2 separate regions of the Mus musculus genome follow, and region 1 is linked to region 2. The links are chromatin contacts, called in public HiChIP or PLAC-seq maps. All regions are on one chromosome and are shown on one strand. The core of a region is the stretch at or near the end of the contact, and the rest is flanking DNA. Distances in the headings are between cores, read along the strand shown. Region 1 has its middle 20 kb from the start of Gm33235. Region 2 has its middle 28 kb from the start of Mir680-2.

Region 1 (4,993 bases), core at 1,093-3,592, 70 kb before region 2:
AAGGAACAGTTACTTACATAAAATATTACCAGTTACACAATAATCAGGTTATTCACTAGCACAATGCCACTGCACTGGGCTTCAAGACTATGGTTACAGTTTCACTAATTAAGTCAAAAGGGTTATTTCTAAATATTGGGGTAAGCTGGCATCATCTTAGCATTCATCTCCCTACCTTGTCTTCAAAGCCATTATCTGTGACTTGAGTTGGTGGCTTTCCAGGATAACGATAAATAATGAAATCTCGACTATACAGATAGAAAACAAAGGTAGATGGGAAGAGATTTAGTATAAATGAAATAGCCTTTTAACTTTTCTTAATTTCCCCATGAAGTGTTAACAGCAAAATATAATGTGGCAATTTGAAGGATCATTCAACTACTAACTAAAAGTTTTGCCCCACACTTTAACATTACAAGTGAAACTGTGCAGGGCAAAGTGACACAGGCCTTTACTCTTAGCACTTGGGAAGCAGAAGCAAGCAGATCTTTGTGAGGTCGAGACCAGCCTGGTCTATACAAAGCTAGTCCAGGACAGCCAGAGTTTGTTACACAGAGAAACCCTGTCTCAAAGGACCAGGAACACATTGCCTTAATGACAACATATAAAAAATATTAAGTATTTAAAAAGTTTTAGAAGATAGCTATTCTAATTTCCTACAGGAAATATTACCAGTTCAGCATTTTCAGTCTCTTAGTTTGTCTAAAGGCAAGATCTTGTTGTATAGTCCAGTGTGGTTTTGAAATCAAGATTGTCTTGCCGCTGCCTCCCTGCTCAGTGCTAGCTAGTATCATAGCCATGTCCCAATAACATACCTGCCTACCTTTTAAACAGCCATAAATTCAAACCGGGCGTGGTGGGGCACACCTTTAATCCCACCACTCCCGAGGCAGAGGCGGGCGAATTTGGAACTACAGAGTGAGTTCCAAGACAGTCAGGGCTATATAGAAAAACCAAAAACAAAAACAAAAACAAACAAACAGCCACAAATTCTAGGACAGAACTAATAACAAGGTCATCCACCCCAAAACTGTTATCAAATAGATTTAGCTTAACCCTTTTTATCCTACATTATTAAGTTATTAACTCTCAAATTTAATGAGTTCTAAAAGGATTCTGACAGACATCATTTCCATTCATATTTATACATTCCCTCTTACATTCTACCTTTGGTCCCTTTATTTGATACAACTTACTTATAAATTAGAGAAAGAGCTTTTAGTTCCAGCTGGCCAGCACTCTCCTAAATATAAAGAGTTTTGAAAAGCATTTTAGAACTATTAAGTAGTATTCAGCATGAATTTTAGAAAATTAAGATAGCTACTCCATAATATAAACAATTCAAAATAATGAACCCATAGCTCTTCTTAGCCATAAAAGCATAAAAGTGTAACTTATTTTTAAAAAGATAGCAGAATATTTAGTAAATGTCTATTTAAGTAAAAACCAATTAACAAAAATTTCTATATTATGAGTTTGATTACCACAACAAAAAAATAACTACTAATTGGAAACTTTGACTTTTAAAAAAAAAATAATAGCTGGGCAGTGGTGGCGTAAACCTTTAGTACCAGCACTTGGGAGGCAGAGGCAGGCGGATTTATGAGTTCAAGGTCAGCCTGGTCTACAGAGTTCCAGGATAACCCGGGCTATACAGAGAAACCCTGTCTTATAAATAAATAAATAAATAAATAAATAAAATCTCAGTAACATTACCACCTTTCTTTCCCACTTAAGTGAAAAAGTTTTATTTAAACACTGTCCATTTCCCAATCAGTGTATATTCTCAGGAGACCATAGAAACACTAAACACAATTCTCAATATTCAACACAAAACAGGCCATTGCATGTTACATTATTTCCCTTGATACAGTTTTGAGTCGTTATAGCCATAGATGTATTTATGTTTAGGTAATTATTTCAAACAACTATGAAGATGATATTTGAACTTACCTTGGGATCTCCCAACCGTTCCAGATATTTCTCAAAAGATCCCTCCACATACTTCAAAAACAAAACAAACTTGACTTAGCCAAATCATAGCATTATGGCAATCCAATTATATTCTACACTTATCACCATCTCACAAGAGATTTTTCCTTTCATTTGAGATGATAATATACTTCTCTTGGATTTCAGACCCAAGACAAATGTTTTTAACATACCAAAGAGAACCTGGCCTGCAGGTTCTCCCTGCATCCCTCAGACCTTAACCTGTTACAGAGGATGGCTGGCATACCCTGCCCTCCATGCTGAACTTAACAACCCAGTGGCTGAGTTTCCCTCTCACCCAGTTGCTCTTCACTATATAATCTAGAACTTTTGTCTCACTTCCCATTTCTCCACAACTCTCTGAGCAAGTCTCTTTTCCTCTTTCTGCACCACCCCCCATCTCTGTCTACACAGTGCAATCCTTTTCTCTTCCCTTCCCCTCCCCTCCCCCTCTGGCACTGGCTTGCTCAAACTCTCCCTCTCTACCCACTTTCAATCTCCACTTCACTAACCCCCTCCTGTGAGGTCTGAGAACTAGCTCTAGAGCTGCCACCAATAATTTGACTTGAACTGGCTCATTTTGTCAGCTGAGATAACTTATGAACTATCATGCATTAATGGGAGTAACTTAAAATAGGGCAAATTTTGACCCTGAAACTACCTTACTGTAGTAAGTGACATTGAAGATAATGAATTTATCTAACACACCCATAGGTGTCCTTGGGCCCTACTAGTTTTCCAAAAAAAAAAAAGACAGGCTGGTATAAACAAAGCATAAACTTTACCTGAGGGGATGGAAGAGCAGGCTTTTAACAGGGTGTTTTACACATCTTTTGTTAGTCAAAATATGGTCAGGGAAGCTACACCCTTAATTTACAAGTTTGTTTAAAATGCAGAAATCTGAAGCCTCAGCACAAAGGTACAGCATCAGAATTCATAGTTTAACAAAAGCTCCACTGTTATCTCTAAGCACAAAATACTAGAGTTAGGCTGCTGGGGAACATAGCTTTGCATTTCAATGCCAACAGTGCTATTTCTCCCAGGGGAGAAGAAGACTATAATCAACAAAATTTAAAGAAGCATTTACAGGATTTTAAGTCACTGTAGAGAAGATTAAAAACAAATCCCAAGGGCAGTAAATTGATATACAGACAAAAGAATCAAGTAGTAAATAGGCACATGATACAAGCTTAAAATCTAACCTGGACACTTCACTTAACAAAAATTAAGCTACTTAATGTATACAAAAATGTTCTATAAAGGTTGTTTTCAAGTCAAACATAGGGGCAGAGTTTCAATTTCCACAATTTATAATATTAAGACTAACGAAGATTTTCTTATGACTAAATTTTACAAGACTATTCAACAAGAAAAGTGGTACAAACAATACAAAATTGTGGTTAAAATATAAATGTTATGGTCTTGGGAATCTGTCTCGGGGGTAGAGGAAGAGGTAAGACTGGGGTTGTTACTTCTTTTAGTCACTGTTGTTCTGACAGTCTGCCTATACTGCTCAGACTGGCCCCACTGGATTCACAACTCATTCAGAATCCAGAGGACTGGGATGAGAGATCAGAGCTGGATTACAAACCTACACCAACAGGCCATTCTTAGTCTTTAATCAGCATAAAGCAATATTTTACTTTGAGGAAGAGGTACAAAAGCATGCTAGCTCTAGCAAGTCAGCTGACATTTAAATAGTTGCTTACTGAAAAAGCATAACTAGGTACTAGTAATTCTTTTTGCCCACTTACTATATACATTACCAACAACTCTCTTCAGTGCATATATTCTACTTACAGACTCAAAAGCTTGTTGGTTTTCCTTCATATATGAGACACAAGCTCTCCTGATCTGTAAATGATGGATCTGGCTGTGAAACAACTATAAAAAAAAAAGACTAGCTCACTGCCATGTCATTTCAAATAGACGTTCCTAAATTAAGACAATGAATTAGACACAAGTTTCCTAAACTAGAGCACATGTTGGAAACAGAGAAATTAAGTGCAGCTGCTACTACACCTGATCTTAGGCAAAGGCAAAGAAGCCATGCCTCCTTATGTTAAAAAATGGTCATCTTTATTGAGATTAAGGGCTAATGACTCTATCCTGGACTTTCAACCTCAACTTTCAACTTGTAAGGGTACAAGCTATAAATCGTTTTCTTATGCATAAACAAAGGAGTAGGGCATGCTTACCAAGGACTGAGATTAATTTCAATATTTTCCTTAACCTCACATTAATGTACCCCTCCCCGATTACAAACTGGCAATGAAAAGCAAAAAAAAAAAAAAAAAAAAAAAAAGTAGCCACAGGAGAACCGTATTTGCTCTAATCAACAACAGCACAGTATTCCAATCTGTACTTCTCAAGGCCTGGATACTTTCACTAAGAAACAGAAAATACATACTTGTTTCTTTCATTACTCTACAGATTGAACTACTGGACCACACCACATCTCACCCTGAAATCTTAAAACAAAACATCATCCATTTGTCACACTTATATTTACCTGCTCGGAAATAGCACGAAAGAGGCAAGAGGCATCCTTGGCAACCACCTTTCGAAACAGCCCTAAACTGCCTAAATATTCATCCATTGATGCCTCATTCAAAGACTTCTGGCCGCAGTACTTTTTCCATCCTTTTTGCATTGTGCATGGGATGATGAGAAAGGTAGAGAGGGGTGGAAAAGAGGAAAACACAGAATGCAGGTAAGAATAGGCAGTGGCCACAAGTACTGGAGCTTGTGTAGGCAGGTATCCGAAGCAGCTCAAGGTCTAGGCAGAAGGCAGTTGCTGCAGAATCTTGGCACTTCCCAGAAGCACAAGCAAGAGGCTGACTGGCGCAGGACAAGACAGGACCCTGTGGAAACACAAAAACGAAGAGCAGATGCTCCAAAGAGTAAGAAACTCGAGAAGACAATGCAGGAAGAAGGGAAACAGTTACAGAAAGGTGGGACCACAAAATCAGCTCAAGGCATAAAGAGGGACTAAGCAGCT
Region 2 (5,367 bases), core at 2,788-5,287:
GATTAAAGGTGTGTAACACCATGCCTAGATCTAAATTTAGCTGGGAAGGATCTTGCCCCAAGGTCCCACTCCCTTAATCTGTTATTTCCTAGAACACAGGATTTGCTCCATTTCACTTCCTGGTATGCCTTTAATACTCAAACTATATATTTTATATTTTGCCTTTCTAAGCTTGCTATGCTTGTTCAAACTTCTCTTTGTGAGACTTAACATGAGAACAAAGTCTCTGCTGGGCTTTTTTGAAACTTCCTTTGTCAATGCAATTAATCCAAGTCTCTTCACCTTAGCCTCAGGCAGACTGAAGACAAATATGGTATGTGTATGTATTCACTTCTATGTAGTCATTGGCCTTTAAGTCAATGATAACCAAGCTACTATCTGTAGAATTACAGAGGGTAGGTACACAAGACTGAGGGAAACAGATAGAAAAAGAAAAAAAAGAACAGATAGTTATTAATAGGTAGGAGTTGGAATGGGAGGATCAAGTGAGGATGGGAAGAAGAGGATGATGTATCTTTGGTACAGGAAAGTACTCTGAACACTAACTGTCAAAAGAGAAGTATAAACACTGACCTAGCCACAAATCTTTTGACTCACAATACTGTTCTGCCTGTAAGATATGTTAGTGCAAAGGTGGCCCAAAGCTTGTTGGAGTCACCAACCAACATCTGATTTAAGGCCCACTCAACAAGATGGAATGCATACCTGACACTGCTTGAATGACCAAGAACTTGAGAATAAATAGGCCATGAACCTAGGGTAAAACCAAATATTACTGTCTTAGGGTTTCCAGTACTATGAAGAGACATCATGACCATGACCAAGGTAACTTTTTAAGAAAAATGTGTTTATTATATATAAGTTCACTGTAGCTGTCTTCAGACACACCAGAAGAGGGCATCAGATCTCATTACAGATGGTTGTGAGCCACCATGTGGTTGCTGGGATTAGAACTCATGACCTCTGGAAGAACAGTCAGTTCTCTTAACCACTGAGCCATCTCTCTAGCCCAAGGCAACTCTTTTTGTTTGTTTGTTTGTTTGTTTGTTTGTTTTGCTTTTGTTTTTTGAGACAGAGTTTCTCTGTATAGCCCTGGCTGTCCTGGAACTCACTTTGTAGACCAGGCTGGCCTTGAACTCAGAAATCTGCCTGCCTCTGCCTCCTGAGTGCTGGGATTAAAGGCATGCGCCACCACGCCTGGCCCAAGGCAACTCTTATATGGGACAATTTTTTTTTGAGACAGGGTTTCTCTGTGAAGCCCTGGCTGTCCTGGCACTCACTTTGTAGACCAGGCCTGCCTCTGCCTCCCGAGTGCTGGGATTAAAGGCGTGCGCCACCACGCCCGGCTATATGGGACAAAATTTAATTGGGGATGGCTTACAGGTTCAGACTTTAGGTCCATTATCATCATGGTAGAAAGCATGGCAGCATCTAGGCAGCCATGGTCCTCAAGAAGGAGCTGAGAGTTCTACATCTTAATTAGAAGGCAGCCAGGAGAAGACTGATTCTTCTGCACTGGGTAGAGCTTCAAAGCCCATCCCCACAGTGATGTACTTCCTCCAACAAGGCCACACCCACTCCAACAAGGTCACACCTCTAATAGTGCCACTTCCCATGGGTAAGCATATTTAAACCACCACAACTACTGTTTTTTATTTTTTTTTAGTGGCAACAAAATGACTCATAATCACAGATCAATGCCTTGCTCAGCTTTTATCTGAGAAGTTTACTCCTGCAGCAGATATGAATAAATACAGAGATTCACAGGCAGACATTATGCAGAGAATGAAAGACCTTGGATCACTTAGTCCTAAATGTGATGTCTTCATCAAATCTCTCCCCTCAGGGCTTAGAAAACTCCATGGAAGAGGAGAGAGAACGAACATAATAACCAGAGAGGAATGGGTCTCTATTTCTTGTGCCTTCCCTTGGGTTCTTTTCTGTTTGTTTGTTTGTTTTCCAATTCCACTGTTAGTTTTGTGTTATCATATATATATGTATATATATGATATTTTTGTATTCTGATTATTGTTTCTGTTCCTCTAACTCCTCTCAGATCCTCCACACTGACTCAAATCTCAACCCTCTTTTCTCTCTCTCATTAGGATATAAATAGGCATCAAAAATAATAATGACAAAATGAAATTAGATTAAAAATAGGACAAAATGGACTGGAGAGATGGCTCAATGGTTAAGAGCACTAACTGCTCTTCCAGAGGTACTGAATTCAATTTCCAGCAACCACATGGCGGCTCACAACCATCTGTAATGAGATCTGATGCCCTCTTCTGGTGTGTCTGAAGACAGCTACAGTGTACTCATATAAAATAAATAAATAAATTTAAAAAATAGGACAAAACAGAATAAAAAGAGTCAAAGAAAAAGCTTAAGGACCACGTATAGCTGCAGAGACACACACATTTACCATAGAGAAATCCTATCAAATCATAAAACCATCAAAACAAAACAAACAAATATATATATGTATATACACATATATAGATATATGAAATGGAAAAAAAACCCAATACCTTACAAAGTTTTATGAGACAATGAACTTCCAAAAATGCCATTCAGTTTATTTTGTGTTTGCCATCTACTACTGGCCATGGACCTTTTTTTTTTTTTAAATAGGGACCACTTTTAAAGAGTTTATTTATTTATTTTATGTATATGAGCACACTGTAGCTGTACATATAGTTGTGAGCCTTTGTGTGCTTGTTGGGAATTGAATTTAGGACCTCTGCTCACTCCGGTCATCCCTGCTTGCTCAGGCTCAAAGATCTATTTATTATTATAAATAAGTACACTGTAGCTGTCTTCAGACACTCCAGAAGAGGGCATCAGATCTCATTAAGGATGGTTGTGAGCTACCATGTGGTTGCTGGGGTTTGAACTCAGGACCTCTGGAAGAGCAGTCAGTGCTCTTAACCACTGAGCCATCTTGCCAGCCCTGCAAATATATTTTAACGGGAATTGTTGTGATTAATATTATTCTGAAGGTTGTTAGTGTTGTTTTATAAAAAAGAAAAAGGCCAGGGTTATGTTTGGTAGAGGCACACTGTATGGTGCAGGGGGTGGGGGAAGGGGGAAGGGGGAAGGGGGAAGGGAGGGCCTCTGCGGGCCCATGCTGAGGCCCTCCCTTCCCTTTGGGGTACTAGCTACTAGGTATAGTATAAATGGAATAGAGGGGCCTGGTGAGATGGCTCAGTGGGTTAGAGCACCCGACTGCTCTTCCGAAGGTCCAGAGTTCAAATCCCAGCAACCACATGGCGGCTCACAATCATCCGTAACGAGATCTGACTCCCTCTTCTGGAGTGTCTGAAGACAGCTACAATGTACTTACATATAATAAATAAATAAATAAATAAATAAATAAATAAATAAATGGAATAGAGTTTATTCAGGGCTTGGGGAAGAGGAGTTGAAGGGGGAGATGGGAGTTGAAGAGGGAGAGGGACAGGGACAGGGAGAGGCAGGCCATGAGTAGGCAGAGAGAGAGGGGGTAGGGATGGGAGTTGAAGAGGGAGAGGGACAGGGACAGGGAGAGGCAGGCCATGAGTAGGCAGAGAGAGAGGGGGTAGGGAAATGGGAAAAGCAGGGACAGAGGGGAAAGAGGGGGAAGAGAGTGAGGAGGGGGCAAGCATCCCCTTTTATAGTGAGTCAGGCACATCTGGCTGTTGCCAGGTAATTATGGGGCAGAGCCTAGAAAGGATGCTAACAGTTACACCCCTTTGTTGTCTTCAGACCATATTTTTCCCAGATAAAAGACAAAGAAACCTTTAGATTTATAATAAGCATAAAAGCACTAGAGCTGGGCAGATATCAGCTCGCTATGCTCTGTTGTCTACTTCCCTGTGGAGATCATTGAGATATCATTGGCCAGGTTCCACCTGGGCTGCTCCTACTCCATTAAGCCAGCCCTCAATGCCATGTCCTCATGACTCACCTAATAGGTGGCCGACTTCCTTCCTCTCTCCTCCTCTTATGGTCCCTGCCTCAGACCCCAAGCCCAGTAACTTCTCCACCCAGCTCTCTTCTCCTATTCCAGGAGGTAGGCATCTTTATTAACCAATGGGGGATAACTTGGAGGAAAGTTTTACACAACAAAAGCTGGTGTATTTGAGAATTTGCTTGTCTTGGGACTACCAGATCTTGGGATACAGTATTTAGCATTTGAATACATAGCTGGACCAACCCCACTATAGGGAATAACTAAAGAACTAAAGTTTATTTGCAGTAGTCAGTCAGCTCCCAGTTGAGCTAAGAAGGAAGGAAAGTAAAAAATATTTTAAAAGAATGGTTCTTAAATGCAAGTCCCTTACTTTGAGCATACTTTTCAAATTTAGTTATAATTTGTATACACTTATTGCTGTTATTATGTTGATTATAAAACATATTGAAAGTTCAAAATTATGAAGCAAGATAAAAACATATCTGAGCCAGGCAGGCTTGTAATCCCAACACTTGGGAAGAGGAAACAGGAGGACCAAGTGTTCAAGGTTAGCCTCAGCTATAGCGTGAGACCCTGTTGCAAGCCAGCAAGTAAACAATATATCTAAATACAAAAAGATATTCCGAATATAAAAGAAACTCTTAAGTCTTGATAGTCAAAAGAAAAATAGACTTCTCCTCTCCTCCGCCATCGCTGTGCACTCCTCCTGATTCGGCTTCTCGCATGTCTTCTCACAAGACTTTCCGACTCAAGCGATTCCTGGCCAAGAAACAAAAGCAAAATCGCCCTATTCCTCAGTGGATCCGGATGAAAACTCGTAACAAAGACAGGTTCAACTCTAAGAGAAGACACTGGAGGAGAACGGAGCTGGGTCTGTAAGGATTCACACAAAGGCAAGACTGAAGGGTTTATACTGAGTTGTGGTCAGCAATCAGTCCTACCAGATGGATTTCAACATTTTTAACCTGGCGACTTGCCTGTGTCTTAAATTAGGATGTTTGTCCAGTAATAAAATATAGAACCTTTCAAAAAAAGAAAAGAAAAGAAAAAAAGAAACATAGTTCAATTTAAAATGGTCAAAAGATTTGGATAGTCTTTTTTGTTTTGTTTTGTTTTGTTCTTCAAGACAATTTTCTGTGTCATCCTGGCTGTCCTGGAACTCACTCTGTAGACTGGGCTAGCCTCCAGTCCACGGAGATCCTCCTGCCTCTGCCTTCCAAGTGCTGGGATTAAAGGCTTGTGCTGCCACCACCTGGCTTAGTCATTTTATTTATTGTTTTTTTTTTAAATATATTTTTAAAGATTTTATTTTATTTATAGGAGTACACTGTAGCTGTCTTCAGACACAGCAGATGGGCATCAGATCCCATTACAGATGGTTGGGAACTGAATGCAGGTCCTCTGGAAGAGCA

The links. HiChIP or PLAC-seq counts read pairs in DNA pulled down with a chosen protein or histone mark.
Region 1: an H3K27ac HiChIP or PLAC-seq map of embryonic stem cells shows a contact between it and region 2, with 13 read pairs. The contact joins two enhancer-like sites. A contact is called at or near these places in 1 of 484 Hi-C or Micro-C datasets (embryonic stem cells), 2 of 115 datasets of contacts at active chromatin or transcription factors (both in embryonic stem cells) and 2 of 9 other capture datasets (adipose tissue and liver).

Annotation. Positions count from the first base shown.
Region 1 is chrX:144,335,975-144,340,967 of GRCm38.p6, reverse strand. It overlaps a transcript of Alg13 not described here. Among named protein-coding and RNA genes, the nearest start is that of Gm33235, 20 kb to the right of the region's middle. Within about 2 kb of position 2,342, at least 21 of the 459 cell types and tissues checked have an H3K27ac peak or open chromatin away from gene starts, as enhancers often do. A contact at or near this core is called in embryonic stem cells, where this site is marked.
Region 2 is chrX:144,267,516-144,272,882 of GRCm38.p6, reverse strand. It overlaps the pseudogene Gm15067. Among named protein-coding and RNA genes, the nearest start is that of Mir680-2, 28 kb to the left of the region's middle. Within about 2 kb of position 4,037, at least 4 of the 459 cell types and tissues checked have an H3K27ac peak or open chromatin away from gene starts, as enhancers often do. A contact at or near this core is called in embryonic stem cells, where this site is marked.